Regions from separate parts of the Mus musculus genome. Here region 2 is linked to region 1. The links are chromatin contacts, called in public HiChIP or PLAC-seq maps. All regions are on one chromosome and are shown on one strand. The core of a region is the stretch at or near the end of the contact, and the rest is flanking DNA. Distances in the headings are between cores, read along the strand shown. Region 1 has its middle 11 kb from the start of Gm34050. Region 2 overlaps Abca4 (ATP-binding cassette, sub-family A (ABC1), member 4).

What was found. HiChIP or PLAC-seq counts read pairs in DNA pulled down with a chosen protein or histone mark.
Region 2: a contact with region 1 is called in an H3K27ac HiChIP or PLAC-seq map of heart atrium, with 5 read pairs. The contact joins two enhancer-like sites. A contact is called at or near these places in 4 of 484 Hi-C or Micro-C datasets (the Ba/F3 cell line, the HPC-5 cell line, bone marrow-derived macrophages and 1 more), 5 of 115 datasets of contacts at active chromatin or transcription factors (embryonic basal ganglia, embryonic fibroblasts, heart atrium and 2 more) and 2 of 9 other capture datasets (adipose tissue and liver).

The regions. Positions count from the first base shown.
Region 1 is chr3:121,890,254-121,894,133 of GRCm38.p6, reverse strand. No RefSeq gene overlaps it. Among named protein-coding and RNA genes, the nearest start is that of Gm34050, 11 kb to the left of the region's middle. Within about 2 kb of position 2,588, at least 35 of the 459 cell types and tissues checked have an H3K27ac peak or open chromatin away from gene starts, as enhancers often do. A contact at or near this core is called in adipose tissue and heart atrium, where this site is marked.
Region 2 is chr3:122,086,788-122,090,817 of GRCm38.p6, reverse strand. It overlaps Abca4 (ATP-binding cassette, sub-family A (ABC1), member 4), which reads right to left. Exons shown (of 50, transcript NM_007378.1): 11 at 3,327-3,524. Among named protein-coding and RNA genes, the nearest start is that of Gm40138, 38 kb to the left of the region's middle. Within about 2 kb of position 2,322, at least 101 of the 459 cell types and tissues checked have an H3K27ac peak or open chromatin away from gene starts, as enhancers often do. A contact at or near this core is called in adipose tissue and heart atrium, where this site is marked.

The DNA of each region.
Region 1 (3,880 bases), core at 1,339-3,838:
CCTAGAGGAAGAGAATGGAGAGAGAGAGAGAGAGAGAGAGAGAGAGAGAGAGAGAGAGAGGAGAGAGGTTAGGGTTAACTGGCACGGAGGCTAGCCATACGGCAGCAGCCAGGCAGCAACATGGCAGAGAGGGAGGCTTTAGGGAAAGAGTAAAGAAAGCTCAAAATTCCAGAAAACAAAACAAAGCAAAGCAAAGCTTAGGTTCTAGCCTGTTTCCAAAGAGATTCAGAAAAGAGAAAAAGAGCAAATTACACCTTTAGGTGTACAGGGTCAAAGAACCTCGGGCAGCCGTGTAGACTAAGGGCGGGGCTCTGGGGAGGAAGAGCATACCATCTCACTAAAGGGGTAAGCATTCCGCCTGTATCCTTCACGTAGCTTACAGTGACACTACCTTCCTAGGGGGTGGGCCTACCTTCCTGACTGAAATGTTAGGCTGAGGATTTCAACCTCTTGACGAGAAAGAACTAGTTTTCCCTTAATAGACATTCATTGTTACTGTGTCGCTAGTGTCAAAATTAACATTTAAAGTCAGTGAGTTTTCACTCGCTGTTTGCTCTGTATTAAATCATGGAGCCTCGAGTTAGCACTTATTGTCCAACTGAGAGACTCTACAACTGAGTTCTTCTGAGGGGCAAGATGATGTCTCTCAAGCATGCTGATCTTTAATTATCTGAGTTGATTCAGGATAAGATTTAAAATGCCTTAAAGACGTGGATGGCCAGGGTCAGTGAGATGGCTCGGTGGGTAAAGGTGCTTGCTGCCAAGTCTGGTGACCTGAGTTTGTTTCCCTGGAACTCACGTCGTAGGAGAGAAGCAGCTCCCACAGGTTGTTCTCTGACTTCCAAAAGCATATCCTGACATGTGCACACACAAATAGAAAAGTAAATAAATACATGTACTGCTTAAAGAACATAGGACTACCTCCATTGCTCTGTAAATGTCCCATCTCCCATCAGGCTTACATAAGAAGGAGCATCAGCAATGTCAGGCATGAGGTTTGTTGGCAGCCACATGGCAAAACTCTGTGTTGCTGATTAGACACAGGGTGGCACCTAAGAGCTTGGTATCCACTTGTAAAAAAAAAACCAAGATTCCAAACAAGCCAGATGCCCGCCTGAACTCATCCTTGGAAAGATATAGACCTAGGTGTACCCATGGGCAAGCAAGCGCTAGGTTATCTTCAGAAGACAGTCCTCCTCTGCTCTCATATGACAACAAATGATCAACCAGGGTTAATGGAGCAGGGCCACAGTCTGTGACATCAGTGACAGCCCTCCCACCAACATACCGCAAATTCCCCAGCTATAAAAAACTTAGTTTTCCTATTAGTTTTTGCCCTTGTACACCTCCCCATCCTGTAAAGCACATAGCTGAGAACTGACTGTTGAAACCAAAGTCAAAAGCTTAAGAAGATGTCCTGAGTGGTACCCACTTAGCATGCCCAAAGTTCTGGGTTCTAGTCTCCATCACGAAAGAAAACAACAAAACCTGACATCAACCTGGGGAGAAGCCATTTTGGATTTATGGCTGGGGCGGTGGGCTGCTGATCCAGTCTAACCAGGCTTCCTCTCAGACCAGACAGTGTCACCGGCAGGATGATTTTAAGTGCGTGCACACATGCCTGTACAGTAATCATACAAGTGAATGTCTGAGGTGAGCCCTGGGTGTCATTGCTCAGCCACTTGGTTCATTGAGACAGGATCTCAGTGAGTCTAGAGCTTTCTCATCACGTTGGACTGCTGATGAGCAAAGCCCAGGGATGTGGCTGTCTCTGCCCCCTTAAACACTGAACAACAAGTGTATCTCCACCACACTGCGCTATTTCTCACGGCCTCCGGAATCTGGGTTAGGGTCCTCATGTCTACGCAGCAAACGCTTCATTATAACTAAGCTCTTAGAAGCCATGCGCAGTTAGTTGGCGAGCTGTTAAAGTGAGTTGTACTTACGGCCTGTGTTATACAGAGGAGAAAATATTTTCAGCGCTACTTGCAGTTTTCAGACCTGACAGTGCCTTACAATTCCTACCCAGTAATAAGCATTACTCATGCGGCACCAATGGGAAAAAAACTGGTGATGCTCATTCTCTGCCTACCGTGTTTTATGTGTGTGAACGTTTAAAACTTGTTTGGGATGATTGCTCTAAACACTTCAGCATCTGGTGTACAAATATTTTTGTAGACACCGGGTCCAAATACCACAAAATCACTGCCCCAGTCCAGGTTATGTGAACCATTGTCTTAGGCAGATTTTTAATAAATGAGATTATTCTTGAACGATGAGACTCTCTCCCCAGGGACATCAAGATTAAACTCAAAAGAAAATCTTATAGCGATGACCCATATTTTTAAAAAAAAAAAGTGGAAAGGAGAAGTCATTTTGGAACTAATTTGAAGGGGAAAAGTAACTTTTTGCTTTGTGGTTTTTTTTTGTTTTTGTTTTTTGTTTTAAATTGTTGTTGCCATGCTAAGCATTGTACAAAGGGAAATCAAAGGTGACACCGTCAGTGACATTCCTGCAGTGAGTGGCTGGTGGGAGATAAGGCTTGGCTGAGCTGTGCCAGAGTCCGGTTTCAGTTCTGTCAGGTGTAATCAGATCCTTAAAACAAAAGCGGCCAGTCCACTTCATCAGAAGACACTCCAGGCCCTTTACCCTACACTAAAAGCGAACAGAAGCATCAGTGCCACGCGGGAAGAGAGCCGCATATCATCAGTGGGTTTGCGCCACATTGTGTCATTGTCTAATGCTCCATATTTAATATAAAACCCCCCGTTTCCAGTCTAATAGATGGAAGGAGCTTGTTTGCTTGTTTTAGAGGCTGTGGTTGTAGAAATTAAGCTTCAGTTTGTAATCCAAGGCAAAGGCAATTGGTGAGTCTGCGAGTCGTGGTGGAGGTCTTTAGTTTACCCCTGGGCTTTAGGACCCGGTGGGAGGTGGGGGGTGGGGGGTGGAGGTGGGGGGGGGGAGCGCAGTCTTTTTTTTTCTCTGAAAAGAGGCTTGCTCAAAATGTCACTTGGAAAATTTCTCTTGTGGATGGATGTGCTACATAGAATAAATTACAATTTTCATTTGGAAGATATATATGTGTGTGATAAAATGAACCAAAAGGCTGTTTGGGAGGATGAGCTGAGGCGACCATGGTGAACCCTGGCAGCTTCCAACCTTACCGGTGGGTCTAACTGGACGTCCATTAAAATGACCACAGAACCCAGGCTAGCCATAGTTCCCTATCGCCACGACTGTCCCAGAATGACTGGGTTTGGTTGCAGCCACAGAGGAAACAGGACTTCCATTTTGGTGGCAGGCAAACCAAGGGAGAGTAGAAATGAAACCAGCCTGCTGGGTCAGAAATTGCTGAGGAAGTGTTCCGGCTCTAACAGGAGGAAATTAAAAGCCTGCAGTGTGTGTGTGTGTGTGTGTGTGTGTGTGTGTGTGTGTGTGTGTGTGTGTGTGTGTGACAATTAGCCATGACAGAGGAGCAGGAAGGAATACAGAATGAATGACAATCAGAGGAAACAGGCCTGCGACAAAGGAGGCCTGCCCCCCCCCCACCCCCCACCCCCCCAGGCCCAGAGGAATCGATAGAAGTCCCTGAGAAATGCTGCTTTTCTTGGGTTCTGGAGCTCATATTTTAACCCCTTTATCTCCCAAAGTCTCGCTCTGAAGCAGATAGCTTTATTCACGGCGTTCTTTGATTGCTCCATGGTTGATATGAATACCAGAATGTCTGCAAAGTTATTGTGAGAACAGAGCAATTGTTCAATTTTTCCCTCTCCACGCTCAGCCTGGAAAAAAAAAACCACACATCTAAGGTTGGATTGGGTGGGAAAATATTTATGCCAACTTACACAAGAAGCGCAGGTATTAGCCTTAGATAAAAATA
Region 2 (4,030 bases), core at 1,073-3,572, 200 kb before region 1:
TAGTGCAAGTCCCATGATTGAAAAGGAGGTACCGAGCTGGCATTCTTAAATAAGGCATGGTGGCAACACACTAGCTTCCCTGTCCTGGAGAAACCTTTACAACTATCAGAGAGGGGTTCCACGGCAAGCGTGCTACTCAGGGTTTTCAAGGCTCCTCCAGATAGCCCAAAACACAAGAGCAGATGCTGAAGAGCTGAGGCAGACCGCTGTGGCCCCTGTCCCTCACTGTCTCTCCCACTCTGACTTCTCCTTCCTGTCCCTTAACTCTTTGCTTCCCTCACCACTACCACCCCCACCCAAGGGCAATATGATAAGAAACCGAATCATTACCACAGCCTTTATCAAAAGCCTTGTAGGGGTCCCCACGGGGAGGCCACTGACTCTTGGTCACAGTGATCTGTACGTCAAAGCCCTGGGGAAGTCACAGTGGCTGAGAAACTAGATATATGGTCAGCAGTTTCATGAGCACAGAGCTCACCACCAGCTGGGGGCCAGATTCCACTTAGGCCAGGTTCTTTGGTACTTCGATTAAGATTTGACAGTGATTAGTGCTTCTTATATGACAGTGTCTTGCATGAAATAGCTCATTTAATTATCAGAACCAGCCAAGTATCGGGTCAATACTCCTAAAATCCACATTTCACAACTATGCAGACGGAGGAACAAACAGTAGATAATTGAGTCTAGCGAAATCTCAACCCAGAGACTTAATTCTTAACTGTTTAAGAGAATGACACTCATTACGCATCTATTGCTACTGTATTAAACACAAGATGCTTAGAAAAAAACAATTCCTTTAGGGCTGGGGTATATAGGTCAGTTGGTAGGGTGTGGAAGGAAGGAAAGAAAGAAGGGAGAGAGGGAAACACAAAGGGAGGGAGGGGAAGGGAGTGAAGGAGAGAAGGAAGAAAGGAATTTTTCATACACAATACAAAGTCAAGTCAAAGACAAGAGTTATTCTTCCTATACCTCACAAAACCATTGCTGAGAACCAGTATAGGAGCAAATCAGCTCTCTGGCAGACCCATACCCATGCGCAGGCTCTGTCTGCCTAAGATTAAGACAACGGGGCAGCGGTAGCAATGGTGGGCCTGGGGATGGGGGCTTAACTGCAAGAAAGGAAGAGATCAATTGGTCACTGTAAATGCCCCAGATCTGTAAGTATACGTGCAGTACCAGGGCAATCAAGGGGACTTCTGAGTCAGCTGGTCTGGGTTGGTGCTCAGAATATGTTTTAGAAAAAGCATCCAAGGTCATTATTGTCTTCAGGTAAGATGGGGATTGCTTCAACTCGGGTGCTTCGGCCACCATGCTTCGTACTAGCTAAGAAGATGCCTCAGGAGCGTGTGCAGTGATGTCAGCGTCAGGGTTCTAGAGAAGGAGGGTCTAGGGAATGCCGTGGCCCCGGGGCAGCGGGAGTCCTCAAGAGCAGCCAAGAACACAGAGCCAGGCCTTTTCTCACCAGTGAGTTATTCTGAGGACTCACCATCTGGGACAGAAGAGCTCATTCCTAGAGGCCTCGGATTAACTCCCTTTCCAGTTTCTAGAAGAAACTTCAGCCTCCTAATGGCCTTAGTTTTTTGGAGGCTGAGGCCCAGCCCATTGGGTGCGATCAACCTTTAGGTGTGAAAATCTTGGAGGCTGTGAGGTTGAGCTCTGAAGATGACTAAAATGTGCCCACTAATGCCAGGTAACCCATCTTGACGGTCAAGCCCGAGATGGACACACAGACAGCTTATTCCTACTTGAACTTGAAAAGGAGCCTGAAGGGTCTGAGGGGAGGGCTGCAGATCATGAAGGAATGAATTTCCAAGCCTGTGAGACAGCAGAAGGAAGACCTGAGGGCAAAGTCTCAAATTGCAGATGTGTAGGACTGAAGAGACTCAGCAGCTCTGTGGTGGGGCACTTGCTTGGCCTGTATGAGGCCCTGGGTTCTACCCCCAGTACCACAAAGAAAACAAACAAGAATGAACAGGTAGATGGTAGCAAAAGAAAAAGTCACTATAGGCTTGAGCAGACACACATTTCATCTTCTTTTGGGACAATGCCTCCCTCACTTCATAGGAATCTTGCTTAAAGTCCCCCACAGTGGCATGTGTTCCAGGCCTCCCAGTCAGAACTACTCCCCTCCCCAGGCATTAAGACCCAGAAGTCTGATAGAGGGAGTGGGGCGTGGGAGGAGGCCCTTTGGGGGTATTGCTTATGCTGTGAGAAAGGCGTTCCCCTCCTTCTGTGGAATTTTCTGGTGCAAGGATGAGTGCTGAGGGCTGTCAGCAGCTGAGGCATTACCAATGGAGAGAAACAGGCTGGATGCTTCTGCGTTGAGTCATTCGGGCTTTAAACATTTGAGTGATGCAAGCAGATGTGTGTTTGGAATGTGATGCTGGTGTCTGCGTGGAGGGATGCCTGGATTAACACAGCGCAAACCCTGGAATCCAGGGAGAAAGCTGCTCAGACAGGCTGGTACAAGGCCTCAAGCCCTCCAGAGCCCAGAGAGCAAGATGTAGAGTTGAGAGATAATTGGGAGGTCGAAAACAGACAGAGCACCGTGACTGGGCGTGGCAGGGGAAGAAAGAGGTCATCAGGGCTGGCTCTGAATTCAGGCACACCCAAATTTGGACTCTGTTTGGTACTCCTAATGGCTGTGGGATCTTATTCAACCTCTTTAAGCCTTGGCTTCTATGTCTATGTACTGGCAGCGATAACACTACATGCTCTATGGGATTGCTGGGGGACGAGATAAGGCATGTGGATACAAAAACATGCAGCACAGAAGTGGCACCATGTAATACTCGGTCTAGAACCACTCTCTCTGACAGTGAAAGAGAAAGGAAAATTAAAGATGAAGTTCTTGGCTTAAGAATCTGAAAAGGCTACTGAAATTAATTGGCACTAGAAGTGCAGGAATTTACTAGGAAAGGAGAACATGAGTTTATTTTTTGACACATGCTGAATCTGACATGCCCTTAAGACTTTGGAGTAAGGGTGTCCAGTAATCGACGAGACTCAGACTCAAGGTTTGGTGGATACTGGCCAACAGAAGGTCATTGGAACAATGGCAGACAGGAGATATCTAGGAATGGATGTGTGCTGAAAGGGAAAAGGAGAGAGCCAGAGGAGTCATGAAGTTAGCGAGAGGTGAGGACAATTGCATGCAAGTCTAGAAGAGAAGATGCTGTCAGATGGCCGTGGACCCTTATGTCTATGTGGGAAGGATGAAAGACTGAATCCAACACCAGCTGACTGGCTAACAGGTCTCTAGCCTCACCCATGACGTTATCTTTAAGAGGCTCACTATGGTCCTCAGGAGGATTGCTGTCTCTTACCTCCAGGTATTGATTAGCCAAGCGTAGGAATCGGTCAGTGATGTTGAATATGTCCCTCCAGTCAAAGCTGGTCATATCATCAGCCTGCTTCTCTTGGGGACCGTTAGAGAAGAAGTTTAATACGGCTTCGGTGGTAATGCCTTCTTCTCCGAGCTGCCTATTTATGAAGTCTTTGACGGTTGGGTGCTGCAGGGTGTCCTTGGGAAGAAGAACATTATGTCTCAGAAATTAAGAATTCCACAGGCTCTTTGGCCTTAGTCTCAGATCATGTCAGATTTTTAATGATTACTGATTGAGACGTGAAGGCTCACTAAACAAGCCAGGAGGCTTGAACTTCTATTGTCTTATTCTAACACAAAGGCTTCTATGTAGAGGAGAGGCAAGGCAGAGTATGGGAGAAGTATTGCTGAGCATGTAAAAATAACATAGAAGATTTCCTTTTTATGGCCTTCTGCTTTGTTCTCATTTTAATTGCCTTGCTATTGAGAGCTCTTGCCTCTTGAGCTTTACAAAATTGCAAATGAGGCCAGACAGACAAAAGTGACCATCTTAGCAGTATAGAGCTGGCCTTTTGAGGAGACACCTCTTTGAACCTGAGGCCTTCAAGAGAATTCATGGGAAAAATACTGACCTTGTGGCAACTTTTAAATTGTCCCACAGAATTTAAGAAGCCTATTCCCCACTCAACACCAGAGATGCCACTT